2 separate regions of the Mus musculus genome follow, and region 1 is linked to region 2. The links are chromatin contacts, called in public Hi-C maps. All regions are on one chromosome and are shown on one strand. The core of a region is the stretch at or near the end of the contact, and the rest is flanking DNA. Distances in the headings are between cores, read along the strand shown.

Region 1 (4,709 bases), core at 992-3,491, 320 kb before region 2:
TGACTGATCTAGTCTGGGATGAGCAAGATTCCTAGACAAGCAACCTATGTGTGGACAGGGAAGTAAGGCAAGGAGAACTGGAACAAAAGAACAGGTCAGGGAAGGAGGTCAGAGTGCAACGTTCCAGATGTGTGTAAAAGCAAGGCTCACCAAGATGTGAGGAATGCTGAATGGCTGGGTGTCTGTGACAGGGAGGGAGATACAAGAGTCACACTTAAGGGGGGGGGGGGGCATCCCAAAGTGCTCAGGCTGTGGAAAGGCTCGAGGGGACTTTGAGTGGTTTGGTGACAAAAGAGCATTGATTGTCAAATCTATGCCATGCAGCATAGCTGGAGGAACCAGAGGAGACCTGAGTCATCACACTGGAAATCTGTGCATCTGGAGAGCCCTAGAAAGACAAATGGAATCTGGACCTGTCAAGAGGAAAACAAATTGAGTCTCTTCTGGCCCCAGGAGGCCAGTCAGGCATGGGGCTCGCTAACAGAGCCACAGAAGGCTTTTAGCTTTAGAGCTGTTAAATTATTTTAGCACATAATTGAATTTCTACACTATTACTAGGTTGCAATGCCTTAGAGAAGCCAAACAGAGCAGTGCCAATAAAACCTGAAAAGGAAATAGCAATTTAATCTAGGATTCTGATTTGATTATTTCAGGCACAAAAGACCGGGGTAACTTGAGAAAGAAAGAAAAAAAAAAAAAACACATTAAATGCAAAGGCCTGAGTTAGCAGCTACCAATATCAGTTATAAAGCAACAGTGATCAACACAGAGTGAGAACAGCATTTACAAATGTCTTGAAAATCATACTAAAAGAAATGCAGGGACAAAATGGAACAGAGTCTGAAGGAAAAACCAACCAGTGACAGGCTCAACTTGGGATCTGTCCCATGGACAGGCACCAAACCCTGACACTATTACTGATGCTATGCTGTGCTCACAGACAGGAGTCTGCTATGGCTGTCCTCAGAGAGGCTCTACCAGCAGCTGATTGAGACAGCTGCAGATCCTTACAGCCAACCATTGGAATGAGGTCAATGACCCCTATGGAAGAGTTAGGGGAAGGACTGAAGGAACTGAAGGGATGGCAACCCCACAGGAAGAACAACAGACTCACTAACACAGACCCCTGAGAGCTCCCAGAGACTAAGCCATCAACCAAAGAGCATGCATAGGCTGGTCTGAGGCCCCCAGCACATATGTAGCAGAAGGCTGCCTTTTCCAACCTCAGTGGGAGAGGGTACACCTAATCCTATAGAGACTTGATGCCCCAGGTAGGGGAGATGGGTCAACGGGTCAGAGCCACACAGACTATTGACCAACTCACACTCCACATAATCTTTTCTAGGTCAATTTTATATCTATGTTCATTATAAACTTGGAGCACAGACGATGTTTCAGAAAGTGAAACTGCTCCTATAGAAATAATAGGAATGTATTATTTCTCATAGTTCATTTACCCAAACCCAAAGCGGCTCATGATACGAGGGAAATGCCTTTCTATGTGTACCGATTCATGAGCCATTGTCTGGAGTGTTGTAACTATGGGAGTTTGTACATGTGCAAGGGCAGAGGGCACATAAGATATCTGTGTGCTTCTGATTTTGTTGTGCACCTAAAATTTCTCTAAAAAAAAAACAATAAGTTCTTTATTTTTGTTATTTCTAAATGTGTTGGGTGTCTGATGGCAGAGCATTGTGCAAGCACTCACTTGAGTGGACTCTGGTGAGGGTGGAGGTCAGAGAGGGGTCTGTCCTTCCCTTCTATACTGAGGAAGTATCTTGTCCACCCCTACATTCCCCCTGACAAACCATCCCACTCCCCTTCTGGGAATCCTCTCGTCTCTGGTCCCATCTCCCAGGAGGTGCTCCTGTCACATATGTGGCTTTTAGGTAGGTCCTGAGTATCGGAACTCCAGTCTTTAAGTGTAGGGGGCAAGTACTTTATCCACTGAACCGTCTTCCCTGTCCAAACACGAATGAAATCTTAGAAGAAAAGGACACAAAAAGCAACTGTTATAAAGGGAGGAAATGTTCTGAGAAGGAATCACGGAGTTTGGGTGGCGGTTTGAAGGGAAGACTTAAGAGAGAGAACAAATTTTGCACTGAAAGGAGCTGGAGCAGGGCAAGTGTTCATGAAAGTGTTATGCCAGAGGTGTTTAAATGTTGCATTTTCTGAGCATGCGGAGATCGAGAAACTCAACCAAAAGTGGGTTATGAGTCCAGAGAGCTCCCAAAACTCCTGAGTACAAGGCTTCTAACGGAGTTTAGCAGAAATCTGGGTTTCTCCCTTTCACACCATTCCTTCCAACTTCTACTTTCCCGGCGAGCCACGGGGATGTGGCTTTCTATCTGTCCAGCAGCTCAGCTTGCAATGCTTTGGGCGAGATAAAACTTCCTGCCCCTTGTCTGAATCTGCAGGATTGGGGCAGTTGAAGGCAGATGGCTCCCGGCAACCGTCCCTGCAGAGCCTTAAGCACACACTGAAGAGCATGGTACCCGGCCCGGAGGATGGACGGTGGAGCGAGGTTCGGGTGGGCAAAAAAGCCAGACACGGAGTGGCCTCGCTCCGGGGCAACCGGACATAACTGGAATAGAAACCTGGGTGGACTGTGCAGCCAGACAGCGCCGCCCCACCTCCGCTCACGCAGCCTCTGCCGCCCCCTGCCGGCTGCAGCTGGAGTTGCCGAAGCCACGAAGACCCCACTCCACCCCAACCCCAAGCCCAGGGCTGAGCTGAGAGTCCTGACCCCTGTTTCTGATTTACCAAACCCACTTAAACTGCTCCAAGGACCGTGCTTGCTAGCCCATTTACTTAAAAAATGGACTTACAGGTCCTGCTTGGAGTTCGGAAGCAAACCAGAGACTTCCTGCTCAAAGATTTTAATTACTTGAGCACAATGCTGAAGATCTAAATACTTAACAAAATATTTTGATCTCCTAGGCAATATTAACCAGTTACTGGCTCTTCTCACCCACCGGGACAGTGGGAGAAATCAGTGTAAGTATAAATAGTATGAAAGATTTTAAACGAACTCTTTAAAAGCACCCTCTCATACAGACAACATCTTCTGCTACGGGAAGAGTCAAAGACCCGGAAATGACTAGCCATCGCAAAGTATGGTTCTAGATCAGTTTAACCAATCAGCTCTCACAGGTCACTCATGGTCTCCGAAGGAAAAGTAGCCAGAAGGGTAAGTAGAGGAAGATGTATGCCATTTCTTTGAACAAGTAGGTTCCGAACACTTGGAGACAATCCTTTTATAATGTCAAAATATCTCATGTGTTCTCCTTATATGCTAATGAAACAGGATATGGATTCAGTCACGCTTAGATGAATTTAGATAGTGAAAACTCATGCATGAAAATATTCAGGAGAAGCTGTATTCCAGCTATGGAAATTCATAACACAAACATGGCGTGCTGGTTTGAATGAAATACTCCCCCCCCTCCTTGGGCTTATATATTAGAAAGTTAGATACACAGTACTTGGAAGTACTTGGATACACAGTACTTGGAAGTACTTGGATACACAGTACTTGGAAGTACTTGGATACATAGTACTTGGAAGTACTTGGATACATAGTACTTGAAAGAATTCGGAGGTGTGGACTTGTTGGAGGAGGTGTATCACTTGGGGTAGATGGGCTTTGAGGTTTCAAAGGCCCACACCATTCCTAGTTCTCTTTCTCTATCGCATGCTTGTAAATCAGAACACAAGTTCTCAGCTACTGCTCCATGCCTGCTGCCATCCACAGCCATCCTTCCTGTCAGGATAATCATGGACTCTAGCCCTCTGGAACCGTGAGCCTGCAAATTAAATGCTTTCTTTTTAAGTTGTCTGGGCCATGGTGTCTCTTCACAAAAATAGAAAGGTAATTAGCACACTTGGCATCCTGTGCCCTAGACAATGGGCCGCTTGCCTTCAGCCCTACCAATCCTGCCTTGTGCCATCCGAGGCTGGCATTTGAAGCAACCTTAAAAAGCAGACAGATGTGAATTAATTCCTGGAGATGAATTTGCAAAACCATAATGAAGTCTGGAGCATGGTTGATGTGAGATCACAGACTTCCACCAACTGTGATTTCCGGTCTCTGCTTAATAATCGTGGTACATTAATTCGATGACTAGTTCTGCAAGGTTTGTACAAAGTAGACACCTTTAGGAGTAATGAAATGGCTAAGGTTTCTCACGATTTTAAATTTTTATGTTAAATCATACTTATTTATCTGGGGTCGGGGTATGCCTGCCACACATGTCTACAACGCATGTGGATTATAGTGCAGCGGGTGGGAGTCATCCCTCTCCTTCCGGTGTGTTGGTCTGGGGATCAAACTCAGGTCTGGGGATCATCAGGCTTGGCAGCGAGCAGCTTGACCCCCTCCCCCCCCCCCAAACCATCTTGCAGACCCAAATTCTTATGTTATTGTTGTTGTTTGCTTTTTTTTAGGTGCACTATGAACTGTGTTTATCGGTTGGAAGAACATGAAATCAACTCTATTCCCAATTTCTTTCCGTCTGGTTGCTCCCAATAAAGCTTTGATTAGTGTTAATAAGAGCATTGTGAATGGACAGCCATGGTCACGTTCTCCGTTTTAAAAGAAATGCTTTCAGCATTTTCCCCATTCCATCAAATGCCGGCTGTTGTTTGACATGTGAAGCCTTAATTCTTTGGGGATGGGACCCTTTTATTCCTAGTTTGTTTGGGGCTTT
Region 2 (4,031 bases), core at 244-2,743:
GTCTAAAACCACAGTACCGAAGACATTTCACCAGTGATCTGCAGGCCTAGCACCTAATTTAGACTTCTCTACCTCCACTGTTCTCAAGTCCTTTTCTTCTCTCTGCTTCAGGAACGTGTCCTGGAATAGCCGAACCTTTGAGTAGGAACCACCCCGACTTCCTACAGTGCTACCTCATCAAGGTGAAATCATGGCAGTCATCTTTGCAAAGACCCAGACAGAAGACACCCGAGACTGATGCGTGGCTCTTCCCTCTGCCCTGATGAGATCACACTAAGTTCATAAAAAGCAGCTAATATACTTTATAGGCTATGAGGTACGTAGAGTATAGGAGCACTCGGGACCTGAGCGTCCTCTGACCCCCTGTTAGATGCTAATTTGGACCAGACATGTCTCCACACTAGAATTCTCCAAGGATTAAAATGTCAAATTACAAAATAATATCAGCAAATAAAGCAAAGTTAGAATGGAAACTAATTACCCACAGATCATGGCAGATAGCTCCTACACCTGTGACACCTCTAGCTTTTCTATTTTTCCCCAGTTGTGAACAGCAAGCACATTGCGTCAAACCACAAAACAGCATTGCCAACTCAGAAAGTATAAAAGATACGAGATATTTTAAAGATGGCACTAATAACCTAAAAATGAAAAAAATTTACGCATGATATTGCAATAGTACAATAGTGCAAACAGGATCAACTACAGGCTTAATAAATTTAAAAGCCTGACTTGCTGAACCCCACAGTATTTTCTTATGGGACAGAAATATTCGAAGATTTTTACCACTTCACATCCATACGATACCTTGTTGTGCTGTTCACGGTGAAAGCCTCATGAAAGGCTTCTGCAGGCTTCGATGGGACTCCAATGCTTCTGCCTGCCCCACCCTGTTTTCCTCTGAGCCATAGTGATGTCATAGCCCCAGCCCAGCAATGATGTCACTGTCCGGGCCCTGTTTCTGGGGACATAATCCTTTATAGCCAGGACAAATGCAATAGCAGTGGAGCCCTTCAAAGGGCCCTGAGTGTCTGATGAATTCCCATCAAATGAGCAACTAGTGGTGAGCCTTCTGAAAGGACGGGGTGCTGAAGGTGAACTTGATTCGTGGCTCTCAGTGGGGAGTTTATACTCCATCATAAAGCTCACACTCAGAGGGGAGTGGAATTCAGAAAAGACTGTGAGGACAGAATTATGAAGGACAACCAGAGTACTCTACTTAAGAAAATTCTCTTCGCTATACTTGAATTCTCACCCGAAAGGAAAGATTTCCCAGGCTACTCTTGGAGTCAACTTTCACTGCCATGGAAATCGCCGATTCCCACCTATCCATTGTAGAATTCCCCTCAGTGTATGGGAATGCCAGGGTGGGAGGACAGGAGTGAGTGGGTAGGTGGGGGAGCACCCTCATAGAGGCAGGGGTCCAAGGTAGGGGATAGGGGGCTCCCTAAGGGGAGACCTGGAAAGGGGCAACCATTTGAAATGTAAATAAAGAAAATATCCAATCCAAAAAAAAAAAAAAAAAAAAAAAAAGATGGCTGTGCATCCTACAAGCGAAGAAAGCACTGATGAGCCAATCCCTCCACACTAGCCTGAAAGGACAGCATCAACAGCTCTCTGAGGTCACAGGTTGTCACCTCACTCCTACCTCAGTGCACCCTTAGTGGCTTGGCCATTGGACTTAGAAACCTTATCATTTATTTGTGATTACTTTATGTGCATTGTTGTTTTGCCTGCATGCGTGTCTCAGTGAAGATGTTGGGTCCTCTGGAACTGGAGGAATGGATGGTTGTGAACTGCCATGTGAGTGCTGGGAATCAAACCAGAGTCTTCTAAAGAGCAGTCAATGCTCTTAAGCACTGAGTCATCTCTTCCAACCCTGCCTTTGGATTTTTAAAAAAGCAACACACACACACACCCCAGATCCAGTCAGAGAAGTAAACCTGAATCTTGTATTTCCACAGAAATCAAAGTTGGCCTTGGTCCAAGGACCCAACGGGGATTGGCGAACGCACTCTCTAAACCATATTTATGCCTAAGGAAATTCTCTAAAAAATTAGATGTAAGTATGTCATTGGGACAATGGCCTTTGCCCCCTAGCTCTACAATCCTCGGCCTAAAGGTGTTTACAAGCGACAGAGGCCACTCTTCTGGTTTCCGATCAAACCTCTCGAAACACATGCTCTGTTTTTGCAAGAACTTGCTGTGCGCGAGATCAGTTCATGCAGTGGCTTGTGCTTCTAATTATCTAGCTTTTTTTCTAGACCATTGGAATAATCATAGTGTAAATAATTCAATACTCACAGCCTTCAGCTTATTCCATCGGGGTTTTGGAAACTAACAAAGGAGAGGCATGCTTCTTCAATTTGGAAATTATTTCCTCTCACGATAACTTTGTTACTCCAAACAAAGGTTTAAAAAGTTGATGCCACAATGACCATGCAATTCAAAGACAGCGGTAAAAGCACTGAGCAGAGTCAATAAGGATCATCAAATCCCTCCTCCTCCTCCTCCTCCTCCTCCTCCTCCTCCTCCTCCTCCTCCTCCTCCTCCTCCTCCTCCTCCTCCTCCTCCGCAGGTTCACTCCTTCAAAGCCCCACTTAACTCTAACGGTGCTGCATTCATGGCCTCCGGATATACGTGGAGTTCCATCATTTTTGATTCATGGGGGCTTTAAAAGGCAGTGTAAGGCGCAAAAAAGAAATTTCTTTTGATCGCCGGATTTGATGAGTCCTTTACTTGGTTAAGTTATGCTACCAAGAGTAACCCCCAGAACATCCGACCGCCCCACAGATCCCCAAACGGGCCCCTGAAAACCCCAGCCAAGGATGTCTGCAAAAGCAATTCCATAAAGTAATGTAAAAAAGCTGAAACGCCAACTTAAACACGTAATGGAAGCATTGCGTTATTAGCAGGATTGCCTGGCCCTCTCAGGACTGCCCAGCCTCCATGCTTAATTAATACCACATGTTCCCTTTATCATTCGATTTGTTCTGTAGCACTCTTCCCAACTTGAACCCTGGTCTGCAAAGACGGGAAGGTAAATCGCCCCCCCCCCCCGACCCCCAAGAAAACTTCAGATCAGTACATCTAAAAGGAGAAAGAAAGCAAGAATGTTCCCACCAGAAGGACCACACTTACAATCTGCGAGGTAACCACACCCACCGCATTGCAGAAGCTGTGAACTTGGCACCGGGTGCAGGGGGTAGGGGGAAGGGGAAGAGTAGGGCGCGATTAGAGAGAGAACCCGAAAAAGCAAGCCCTCCCCCCACCCCCGGGTGCAGGAGCCTGGGTGCACCAGCCGCAACTAGCAGGGACCGGAGTCCTGCGGTCCCCAGCCTCCCTACCCCGACCCCTCCAGGCGACCCGCAGTCCCGAGGGCGCCAGGTGAGCCGCGCCCGGCCGAGTGCTCGGCTCTGCAGGCCGGGGCGCGTTCCCGCCCGGCGCAGGGAGCCGTCCCAGGGGCGCGCGGCCGGCAGGTGCCCAGGCCCGGGGCAACCTGGCTGGCCAGTAGCCGGCCCGAGGTCGCCGGCCACTCGAGGGAGAGGCAAGTTACGTAAAAGCGGCCCGCCTCGCCGTGGAGCCAGGATGCTCCGAGACCCGCCGCGCCCGCCCGGGGCACGGACGCAGCGGCAGCCGCAGCCTCGGGGACGCACAACCCCTCCCGCGCACAGCCCCCGGCCTGGCGCCGCAGTGTTTTTCCCCCCAAGCCCCGCACGCTCGGAACATGGCGTCCCAACCCGGGGTTCCGCGCCGATGGCTGGAGAGGGGCGCAGGGCCCGATCGCCCCCAGGGGCCGGAGCTCGGAGAGAGGCCCCCAGGGCGGAGGCCGAGGTCGGCGGGCGCAGCGCAGCGCACCGGGGCCCCCCAAGCCCCGCGCGTCTTGGAAGCGAGTCCCCCTCGGAGCCCTTCGGCCCGCCAAGGGCAGAAAAAGTTACCTGGGGGCGGCGGGAAGGCCGGGCGCGCCGCGGCGTGGGGACCGGGCTGGCGCTGGCGTCCTGCTCGGCGGTGCGCAGGAGACTCCGCGCGGG

The links. A called contact is a pair of places that touch in the nucleus more often than the background predicts.
Region 1: a contact with region 2 is called in a Hi-C map of the N1E-115 cell line, with 3 times the contacts expected there. The contact joins the promoter of A730049N16Rik here to the promoter of Epb41l3 in region 2. A contact is called at or near these places in 4 of 39 promoter capture datasets (the 3T3-L1 cell line, embryonic stem cells, hippocampal neurons and 1 more) and 1 of 484 Hi-C or Micro-C datasets (the N1E-115 cell line).

Annotation. Positions count from the first base shown.
Region 1 is chr17:69,473,446-69,478,154 of GRCm38.p6, reverse strand. It overlaps A730049N16Rik (a long non-coding RNA gene), which reads left to right and starts at 2,241. Exons shown (of 2, transcript XR_876920.3): 1 at 2,241-3,190; 2 at 4,447-4,709. The region is part of intron 1 of Akain1 (A kinase (PRKA) anchor inhibitor 1); the gene reads right to left.
Region 2 is chr17:69,156,818-69,160,848 of GRCm38.p6, reverse strand. Epb41l3 (erythrocyte membrane protein band 4.1 like 3) reads right to left here and starts at 1,493. Exons shown (of 23, transcript NM_001355734.1): 1 at 808-1,493.